Regions from separate parts of the Anas platyrhynchos genome. Here region 1 is linked to region 2. A link is a contact called in public Hi-C data. All regions are on one chromosome and are shown on one strand. Each heading gives the region's core, a stretch centred on a gene start, on an enhancer-like site or on the middle of the called end of the contact. The rest is flanking DNA. Distances are from core to core; before and after follow the strand shown. Region 1 holds the start of SLC4A7 (solute carrier family 4 member 7). Region 2 overlaps CMC1 (C-X9-C motif containing 1).

Evidence for each region. Hi-C and Micro-C count contacts between places; a contact is called where the count stands out from the background.
Region 1: a contact with region 2 is called in a Hi-C map of liver, with 3 times the contacts expected there. The contact joins the promoter of SLC4A7 here to the enhancer-like site in region 2. A contact is called at or near these places in 3 of 8 Hi-C or Micro-C datasets (F1 follicle, liver and subcutaneous adipose tissue).

What each region holds. Positions count from the first base shown.
Region 1 is chr2:118,315,748-118,320,629 of IASCAAS_PekinDuck_T2T, forward strand. It overlaps SLC4A7 (solute carrier family 4 member 7), which reads left to right and starts at 2,866. Exons shown (of 26, transcript XM_072033453.1): 1 at 2,866-2,924. LOC106020323 (a long non-coding RNA gene) reads right to left here. Exons shown (of 3, transcript XR_001195770.5): 1 at 1,126-4,882. LOC119715754 (a long non-coding RNA gene) reads left to right here. Exons shown (of 2, transcript XR_005263150.2): 2 at 1-1,083.
Region 2 is chr2:118,084,436-118,089,178 of IASCAAS_PekinDuck_T2T, forward strand. All of the region lies in intron 2 of CMC1 (C-X9-C motif containing 1), which reads right to left. Among named protein-coding and RNA genes, the nearest start is that of CMC1, 26 kb to the right of the region's middle. Within about 2 kb of position 1,861, at least 1 of the 8 cell types and tissues checked has an H3K27ac peak or open chromatin away from gene starts, as enhancers often do. A contact at or near this core is called in subcutaneous adipose tissue, where this site is marked.

The sequences.
Region 1 (4,882 bases), core at 1,616-4,115, 230 kb after region 2:
TATTAAGTTTACTGTCTGGATGATTCAGTAGTATCAAAAGACAGAGTGAACTTCATCAAGTCAGGAAGCATAGCCTATGGTTAGCTGGTGAAATGTAACAAGGACTCTAAATAGCCTCCAGCATGTAACTGGCGTGGCCAATATTGAACCCAGGTCTCCAGAGGTGGAAGACTAGAAAAACTGGCCCTGGGGACAAATACCTTTTCCAACTCCCATCACATTTCTAATAGTTACTAGGGCAGAATAATGTTTCATGACCTTTGGGTTGTCCCATTACCGCAACATAATCTAGCTGTGCAAGCTTTCCAAAGGTCACTGTAAAAATAAAAATATTTCCTGCTGTGATCCATACCCTCAAACACAAAGAAAAAGAAATATCTTAATAAATGTAGTGACATTTGCACTATAGGGCACAGTACAAAGATCATGAACCATTATTCTGCACTAGTAATAATGTCACGATTTTATTCTTGCCCAGTGGTTACTGTATGACATTTGTGCTCACAGGGAAATTCCTGTGAATATCAGTAACTTAAAATATATTGCCTCTGGGTCCTGTCGATCTCCCATTGGAGTCAATGGAAGCTTTGCCATTTGCTTACCAGTAAGAGGGAATAGGACTGACCCAGCATTCTCATGAGCAAAACTGAGATAGTTTTAAAGGGTTATTATTAATTTTTTTTTTTACATTTCCCATTAAAAAGCATCTGTTAACTGGCTCCTTGATAAAACATGTTTCTTAAGAGAATATAACTGGTCATTCTTGTTTTCCTGAGAATTGCTGCAACTATGTTTACAGAGGAGAGATTATGTGATGAGTCTTTTTTGAAAAAAAAAAAAAAAAGAGAAAAAAGAGAAGTCATAATGCTTCTTGCTACTTGTGCAATTATTTATGACTTGGGAGACAGATGTTACCTAATACTTCTTCACTGCATTCCTATGTGATGGGATCCCTCTATTTCTCAAACAGGGAGATGGATTAATTCAGAAATTTCTGATGGAGTGACATAACAACCTATAGAATGCTTAATGGTAATAATAATAATAATAATAATAAAAGGCCTGATTTTCAAAGACATGGAAGCACTTGGTTTTATCTGACAGACTGGTTCTTACGTTAGTTACCTGAAAGTGCCCTGGAGCAGATGCTTTTTAGACTAAAATACGTCAGTCTTGATCAATTTCTATAAGATTATCGCTGAACTCTTGGAAGGAGGAGGTGGAGGGTTTGTATGCAATTGCAGTCCATGTTAGCATTGGCTCCTGTCTAGAAACACACCTTAGTTATCAATACATGTAATGTATCTCTGACAATATTGACAAGTCTGAGAAGAACTCCACCCCTCCTCCTGTGTTAAGGAGAAGCCTATCTGAAGGAGAGGAAGTATTTGAAAGCTCAGTTAATGATAGGATCACGTTATTCATTGTTTTGGATTACACGGTGCCTGCCTCTAGTCTGGCTCCACTGCAGGGGAGATAAATGTTTCCTTCCCCAGTCTCAGAACTGGTTTGCGTCAGAGCAAAAAAACACCAGTTCTGGGGGAAGCACACAGGCTGTTATTTCTTAACAGCTTCTGGTGGCTAAAATTATCCCCAGCTGCAGGGGATGGTTCGTGTTTACAATTTGAGGAAGAAGGCAGCAATCGTAACATCCAGCGTGCCTCCTCCTAATTGCCTCTCTGACACGTGCCACAGTCAGGTTTGTGACGCAGGAAGGTTTCTGCTGCAGTACAGGTAGGAGGGTGTCCTATATTCATCAGGTACATCCAGCAGTGGGATTTTGTTGAACAGGGGAACTCAGCAGGTGGGATCTGGCAGTAAACAAGCTGAGAACCACAGAGCCCATCTCAGCTGTCACGCCAGCCTGTTGCTGCCCCTCATGGACGTGAAGTTGAGCCTTGGCTTCAGACAAACGCAAAGTGGGAACCAGTCATGTGAACCAATGTGTCCAGTGCATGACGCTGGGCAAGATCAACAGTACAGGGCAAACATTCAGCATGTCCTCCAGAGAGCTCAGGGAAAGACCCGGTCTGGTTCTCAAAAGGGCTAGGCACCAAACAGCACAGCTTACATTTATTTTCCTGCTCCTTGCCCTGGCCAGAAGCACAAACAGGCTCGCATAGTCTGGAAGCAGCTGAGTACAATTTTTCCTGTGGGTGGTAGTATTTAGAAAGTGTCCCGCCTTGCTTGCTTTTCTCAGATTGCTATCTTCCTGTCCTGATGGGATTAGGAGCCTGCCTTCTCAGAGGCACTGCCTGCTCTGGCCGGATTTCTCAGGCACTAGGCCGGTAGTGGTGATGACTTCGTAGCCGTGCTAGTAGCCTGTCCGGGGGAGGTGAATGAGGACAAGGCACGAGGACAGAGCAAGGAAGTTGTAGTTCTCACCCCTAGCAGGAATTCCTTTGAATATTGGAAGGAAATGACCAGGGAGCAGACATCAGTCATGCTTTTCTGACTCATTGGCATGTTTTCCAGCCAGCAGACCCTGCCGGTATCCTTGCTGCATGTAACATTGCCGTCCCAGTCTGTTTCTGCAGGAAGCTAGCACAAGAATTTTCCTCTTTAAAAATATAACTAAGGAATTAATGTTGTAATACAGGAAGTTTGGAAATGCACTGAAATCACTGAGGGAATAAATGCTCATTTTTAAAAAATAAAAGCAGCAGCACTCAAATTAATTAGGACCTGGATGATTGAGGTGCTCTCGTGAGCCCTTGATTTCTCTGAGAGACTGCTTCTCTCCCCTAAATGTTACTTATCACAGGATACCTATAGAGGGGGGTAGAGTACGGTTTGATCTAATGAATGGTTAATTGGCTTGCTTCTCTCCCCAGCTTTAGAAAAAGGAAGACCCACAGGAGAAATCATTTGAATGTCACAGTGGGATCAGCAACAGAGCAGGCAAAACTGGAGTGGCCCGTGAGGTACTGAGCTGTCCTTAGCTGTCTGTTTTCTTCTGAAACTGCTTGCTAACTTTGTTACTAGCACAGTGTTCGGGAGCACTGAGGGACAGGCAGCTGCTGCTTTCAAAGTTTGTTGAAGGCAAAGAGCCTGGAGGTGAAAGGCTGGTGTTAACTCTGCACTATCCTCATGGAAAGTGCTGTTAAGGCTGATTCTGACACAGGTACTTTTGCGAGCTTGACTTAGCATGTTTTCAGCTGCAGACACCAATACCTTCAGTTCTGGGTCCAGAGTTTAAAGGATCAGCTTAGTCAGCAAGAGAAACTCAGTCTTCTAATGCGATAGCCTTTAATTAGACACGCATACATATATAAATGCATAGATTATCTACTACCTCCTACTACAAATGTCTCACTGAAATTAATGGGGTTATTCAAAGAGTAAACTATGAGTAATAATGAATAATGTTAATACTCAGCATGACTAACAGTGGTAGGAGGGAGAGTCTGAATGGCTTAGACAGGAGGGTCTGCTGGGAGCCAGCATCTGATTTGCACGAACAATGACTTCTCAGAGCGGTGAAGCTGTTGCTCACTTGTTACCAATCATTAAGTTATAGCACCCATTTTATCAAAGACTTCTTGATCTCTGCCTTTATGCTGTTCTCAAGGCAGAGTTTACATGTGTGGCAGAAAATGAGTCACGCACACGCAGTTGGTCTTCTGATCCCTTTTCTGTTTAGTTTTAGTGTGGTCTACATCCTCGCAGCAACATTTTATGTAGACATGTTTCAAAAAGCCCGTGACAAAGCTTCTCACAAGGGCTTTTTTTTTTTTTTTTTTCTTTTCATTTAATGTGGGAGGGAGAGCGTGAGATGAGGAACTGATTAAGCAATAAGAAAAAGCAGGCTGAGATCAGATTTCAGAACAGTTAACGGTCCCTGACGCAGTGCCTCGGAGTCCATCTGAGGCTAAGCCATATTGTGACATGCTGGTGTGTATGGAGGATCTGGAAAAAAAATGGTGTATAATGAGCAGAGAAAAGCAACATTCAAGAAGATCAAAAGTTTCAGAAGAACAAAACATGTATTTATTTTCCCTGACAAGCTGTTAGATGGTCATCTCTTTATAGATAATACTGAATTTTTAACGTCACTGGAAGAAACTGGTGGTGGTGTGTTACTGTGGAGTGATATACAGTGAAATAAAATCTGCTGACATTCTACCTTTCTGTAATTGCAAGTTTCTGGGGAAAGACCTGCAGTGTAAATTCACTTGGGATGAGGAATGAGGAAATTAATATTTCTCCTCAAATACAAAGCAATCTGAACTCCATCAGAATTAATTCTGAAGAGATAAGTCTTTTCGTGTGTCCCTTAAGTCAGATCAATTCCTTTCTTGTTCTTATTTCTAGTTCTTGCTGTTCCTCCTAATCTGTGGTAACCTAGTTTTCTCCTGACAGAAATTTCAGCTTCATGTTACTAACAGAAAAATCTGGGAAACATTAAAAATTTAATACGCTAGAGAGAGATCCTTGGTTAGACTGAACCTAAGATAATGAGGTGAAGAGGTTTGGGAAAGGGGAAAAGCTGTATAATTCCAGCATTTGTCCTAACGTGCAATTAAGATTCTGATATGTGACCTAATTTTAACAAGCTCCATGACTAGAATAATAAGCCAAACCAAAGGAGTATATCAGATCATGGACACTGAAAAAGACAAAACAAAACAACAACAACAAAAAAAGAACAGGTCATTTCAGGATGTCTTAATTGTAAATGTTGTCTCATAGATTTGTGATGCAGGTCTGGACCAGAGTGATATTTAATAGTCCAATCTATTAAATGTCTCTTGCTGGTTAAGGAAAAATACATTGGTCAAGGTGTTAAAAGATTAGTTCCATCTGAGGATCTCTGTCAGACGTTGTTACTGTATAATTAAAGCTCCCATTAGAGTAGTCTGTCTGTTATGGCCACATCAAA
Region 2 (4,743 bases), core at 611-3,110:
GATGTCTAAAATTTGCTCGCATTTAGACTGAGAATTGTGGATGTTTGTTAGAGGTACAGCCAGAAATCCTAAAACAAGGCACTGCCCCCAAACAGTAGGGAAGAACTTCTGTACGTCCCTTCTTCACAGAAGATCGTCGGGGCCTTTTCTTCTAAATTTCATACCGAGCACTAGGAAACGGTGAATGAAACTGAAAAGCAGCAAGTATAAGAAAGATGCAAATTGTTACATTTTAAACAAAAATGAAGACAAAGCCAAGAACAGTAATTCAAGCCAGCACAATTAGTACAACAGACAATAGACAACTACTTAAACTGATAATGAAACCACGCCACACTGCAGTAATTAGAGTTAGAATCAGAGTTGTCAAATATATATATACACACACATCTACATACATACGCATGTGATCTCATGGTATTTTCAGCAGGTTTTAGTTCTGCTGCTTGGACAAGGACAGGCCGGCTCTCCTCACCGTACCTTTGTGTATCAGTACTGCATGAAACACGTCTGATTCAAACAGCTTTTGTGGGATGAGGGGTGGAAAAGTTATAGTTTTTAATTTAATAGGAACTCCGAATGCACAAATGAACTTGACCAGTGGAAATGTTTTAAGTAACCACAAAGCCAGAAGATATATTTTTTTAATACACCTTAAAATGTAAGATGTCTTTATTCATTAGAACCTCAACAGAACATAGACTTAAACAGCAAACAGAGCTTTGGCAAAGAGGATGCCTTGAAATACCTACTCATTAGTTCGGAGTAGGCACAAGCTTGACCCACGTCTGATCTCTTATCCTGGATTTCCAGATTTGTCAGCTTCTTCTGTTGTTTTTGTGTGTATACACACATCTGTAAGTGTATATACATACAAATACATACGTATGTGTGTTCTGCCCCAGACACAGGACTACAGCACAGCAGCACCAGTAGGAAGTTCTAGCAAACCAGCTCCGAAGAAGCTAAGAGGCAAGCCCTCCTGCTCCTGGCTAGGTAAGACACCCAGAGCACAGCATTAGAGAGAAGAGGGTTGTGTCCTCAGAAAGATGAAGATGAGAGAAATTGCAAGGGCACAGCTACTACGTGTGAGGCTTTACGGTGACTGTGCTTTCTCAGGCAAGGGAGATTGAAGTGCTCAGAGACAACAATCTGCTGGGCAGATTCAGACAGATTTTTCAAGACAAGCAGACCTCTTTTTTTTTTTTTCCCTCCTATTGAAATTTAAAAAAATAAATAAATCCTTTTAAGCAAAGTAAAAACATTCATGTGAAACAGTTTACCTGGGTAAATGACGATTTGCCTACAGAAGATACTTGCTTTAGGAATGTTCTTGTCAAGTGCAAGCACTTCCTTACACACAGGTCCGGGTAACCCCTGCCCAGCGAGCACAGCCACCCAGTTAAACGATGCTGGTTTGTAACAACTGCTTTCTTTAAGACTGCCTTGATCTGATTTTCCTCCCAGCCTGCCGTAAGTATCCCTGACATCAAGCGTTACCGTACCAGGCACTGGAAGAGGCAGAACTGGAACAAATGCAAGTTCCCCCATGGCTACTGTCTGTCACTGCCTGCTCCTATCTGAACGAGTGCATCCGACGTGAGCAGCGCAGGGCAGCCTCGCCGCTGCTCATCCTCCCTTCTCCTGCAGGAGCTGCTGAGCCACGCAGGGACAGCTGAGAAGTTAGCATCACAGCTGAGTAAAAGCAACAACATCCCCCTCCCTCTGTCCCACAGTGACCGACTCCGGAGCTGAACTCTGAGTTTCAATAAAAAGATTTATGAAGAAGACAGACTCACCGCCTGGCAGAAGCAGCAGTAGTGTCCTTCGACCACACGGTGGAGATAGAGCAGGTCATTTATGTAACTCGCAGGGAGGCTGCTCCACAGCTGTTCCACCAGCTCCAGCTTACAGCAGCCTGTTTCGAGATGCATTTTCCCCCCCTCAGTTCAATTTGCTACATTCCCAACCATACGATCTTAACTCCAAGTTCAAATACCGATTTTTATGATCATTACTTCCTCCTCTGAATGAAACACAAAATCCTTTAAGAAAAAGCCAAACTGATTTCAGGCTTTCAGCCGGAGGGTGGGGGCATACAGAACAGGGCCAAAATTGCAGCCTGCTGCCAAATCGAACAAGGATGCAATATTGAAGATTAATACACTTGTGCTCCTTACAAGGAGCAAGTGACCTTCCCTTACAGATAACAGTTCTTCCTATGAGCTATCCCAACCATCATTCCAACAGCTCCAAAATGGGCTACCATGTACTTAATCTTGTTTTGCAGTATAAATTTAGTCTCTTTTATTTTTTTAATTAGTAGCCTTCAGCGTATGCTGGTGTGGAGGTGTGGGAAGCATTTGTGCTGGATGAGGTACTTACTAGTCAGTGCTTTATGTATGACAGAACCAAAAGGACAATTTTTTGGAAAAAAAAAAGAAAAAAAAGTTAAGTGGTGTTTCTGTATTCTGAATTTTATACTGGATACCTTCTACAACGGTAACCACATTTCAAAAGAACATGCATCACTGACTAGGTAAGAAGCCACACTTCCCTATTCATTTCATGCTTTTAAAGAGCTCAGTCTTAATGTGACAAGAAAGCACACTATCAAAGTTTAGCAAGATCCAGCATTATTTAATACACTACCTTTATAGATTCGGCCCTATTCAATGCACATCTTTCATGTTCTGTACCTCAGTACTTGTTTTAAGTAAGCTGTCTGGGATAACCAGCTTATTAAGAAGAACTGCACAGCAAATAATCCAGCCACCATACTCTCCCTGCACCTTTGAAACTGCTGCACAAAGGATGTTTGAAGTGAGAAAGCATCACAGCTCCATGTTTTGCTGGGGTCCCAGAAAACTCTCCATGAGCTGTGAGCACTGCTCTGAGCCTGGCAGCTCTTGCACGCATCCACACCTTCACAGACTTGCTCACAGGTGTTCCTGCAAGTGACCAAAGCTCTCACGCAAAGTGCACTGCACCATGTGCCACATATGGGCCCTGCTACAGGCTAAAGGCATCAAATGTTTGGGGGTAAAAGGTGTTCACTAAGCTACCTTTGATCTCAGGTAGCAAAGCAAGTTAGCCAGCTGCTGCAGAAGGAGTTTGCCACGTGCCCTGCAAGAACAGGGTGATCATGATTCTCCACTTTATCAGGAATTGTCCCATGCCACACACTCTGCCAGAGCTAGTAACGCATGCTTTCTTCAAGCTTTTCAGAGATGTTGAAGTGAACAGATGAGGCTGATGCTATCCAGAATAAATGCAAGACAGGCAGCTTACTACGACCAACTTACAGAGCAGTCACCATTCTGGAGCAAAGGCTAGAGCAAAAGCTCCAGCTGCATGCACACATACTCAAGCTTGGACGCAGTTGCTTAACTCCACCTATTCTGCCTGCTCCAACTATCTTGTTTCTGATGCGACAAGATTTGAGTAACACAGTCTCACTACTGTTATGAAAGAAACAGCAAAAATAATCACAAAAGCATGGTTTTCCTAATCAGAAAAGCAACTGCACTTAAAAGTATTTATTTAGCAATTTTATTTCTTAAAGAAGTACTAACAAGGCATCTGCTGCAAAACCATTGGCAAATGAAATGTTAGAAGGTTAGGTGAGGAAAACTGAAATGGCTTTCATTTAAGCCACTTTAGTCATGTTTCTTCCCATGGCATGATGATAATTCCTAGGAAATATCACATGCTACCCGAATGAACAATAAATACTCAGGTTTTGTTAGCTGCTTGCTTAGCAGTATGACAAAGTCCCTAACAGCAACAGAAAAGGAAGACGGGAGCTCTAACAGTCTCAACTGGGTCCATAAACGTGGTTCCAGCTGCTTTAAGGCCAGACTTGACAGAAGACCCCATGCGCTAGTCAGGGGAGGCTGAGGACACCAGGAACTCGTACAGCAGCAGCACTGAACGGCTGGGATGCAAGCAGGAGCTGAGGGTCACCCTGAGCTCCTCAGCAGCACCGTTACATCCCTGGGCATCTTTTTGTCTCCCATCTCTGCTTAGGGCTGAAAGATCTTTGGGGCACATCCTGACTTCTCCATAAGGACAATGAAAATGACCGTGCATACCTCCTCCTCCGCTGATCGGAAATTTTAAGATCAGAATCTGGCCCCAAATCTTTTCTCCATTCTGAACTAAATGAGCTTCACTTGCTGAATGCAGATGTACACATGCCTCCACCACCACCACAGATTTGTCAGCATGTAAGTTTTCCAAAGATTTCTCCCACCTTTATTCTGAAAGAAAAAAACACCCAAAAGCTAGCATATGCTGTATTAATGTAAAACCCCTAGAGGGCAACTAAGCGTCAATTTCAACCTGCATAAATATTCAGCTCCTTGACTAGTTTACAGATTATGTAAACTATTTCCTTCAACCTTGGGTTTTTCCCCTCATTTAGAAGAAATGAATCCTTTTCATTCTCAAATCACATTACTGCTGCCTATTTAGTATAAGTTAATCACAACTGCCCAACCAGAGACGGAGTCCTCAACCCAACAAAGCTCAAACGTGTGTAAAAAAAAAAGAATAAAGGAAAGAAAACACATGCAAGGGCCTCATTTAAACAAAGACAGAAAACAAGCATATGAAAGTCTGAAATCACTTTCTTTGCATTAAAGCCCTTTAACAATATATCTTGCTTATTATTCAGCCTAGTATTAATTTATTGCATGACATCTGTTTTCTTGTACAGCAGGCTGGTTGCAAGTCACAGAT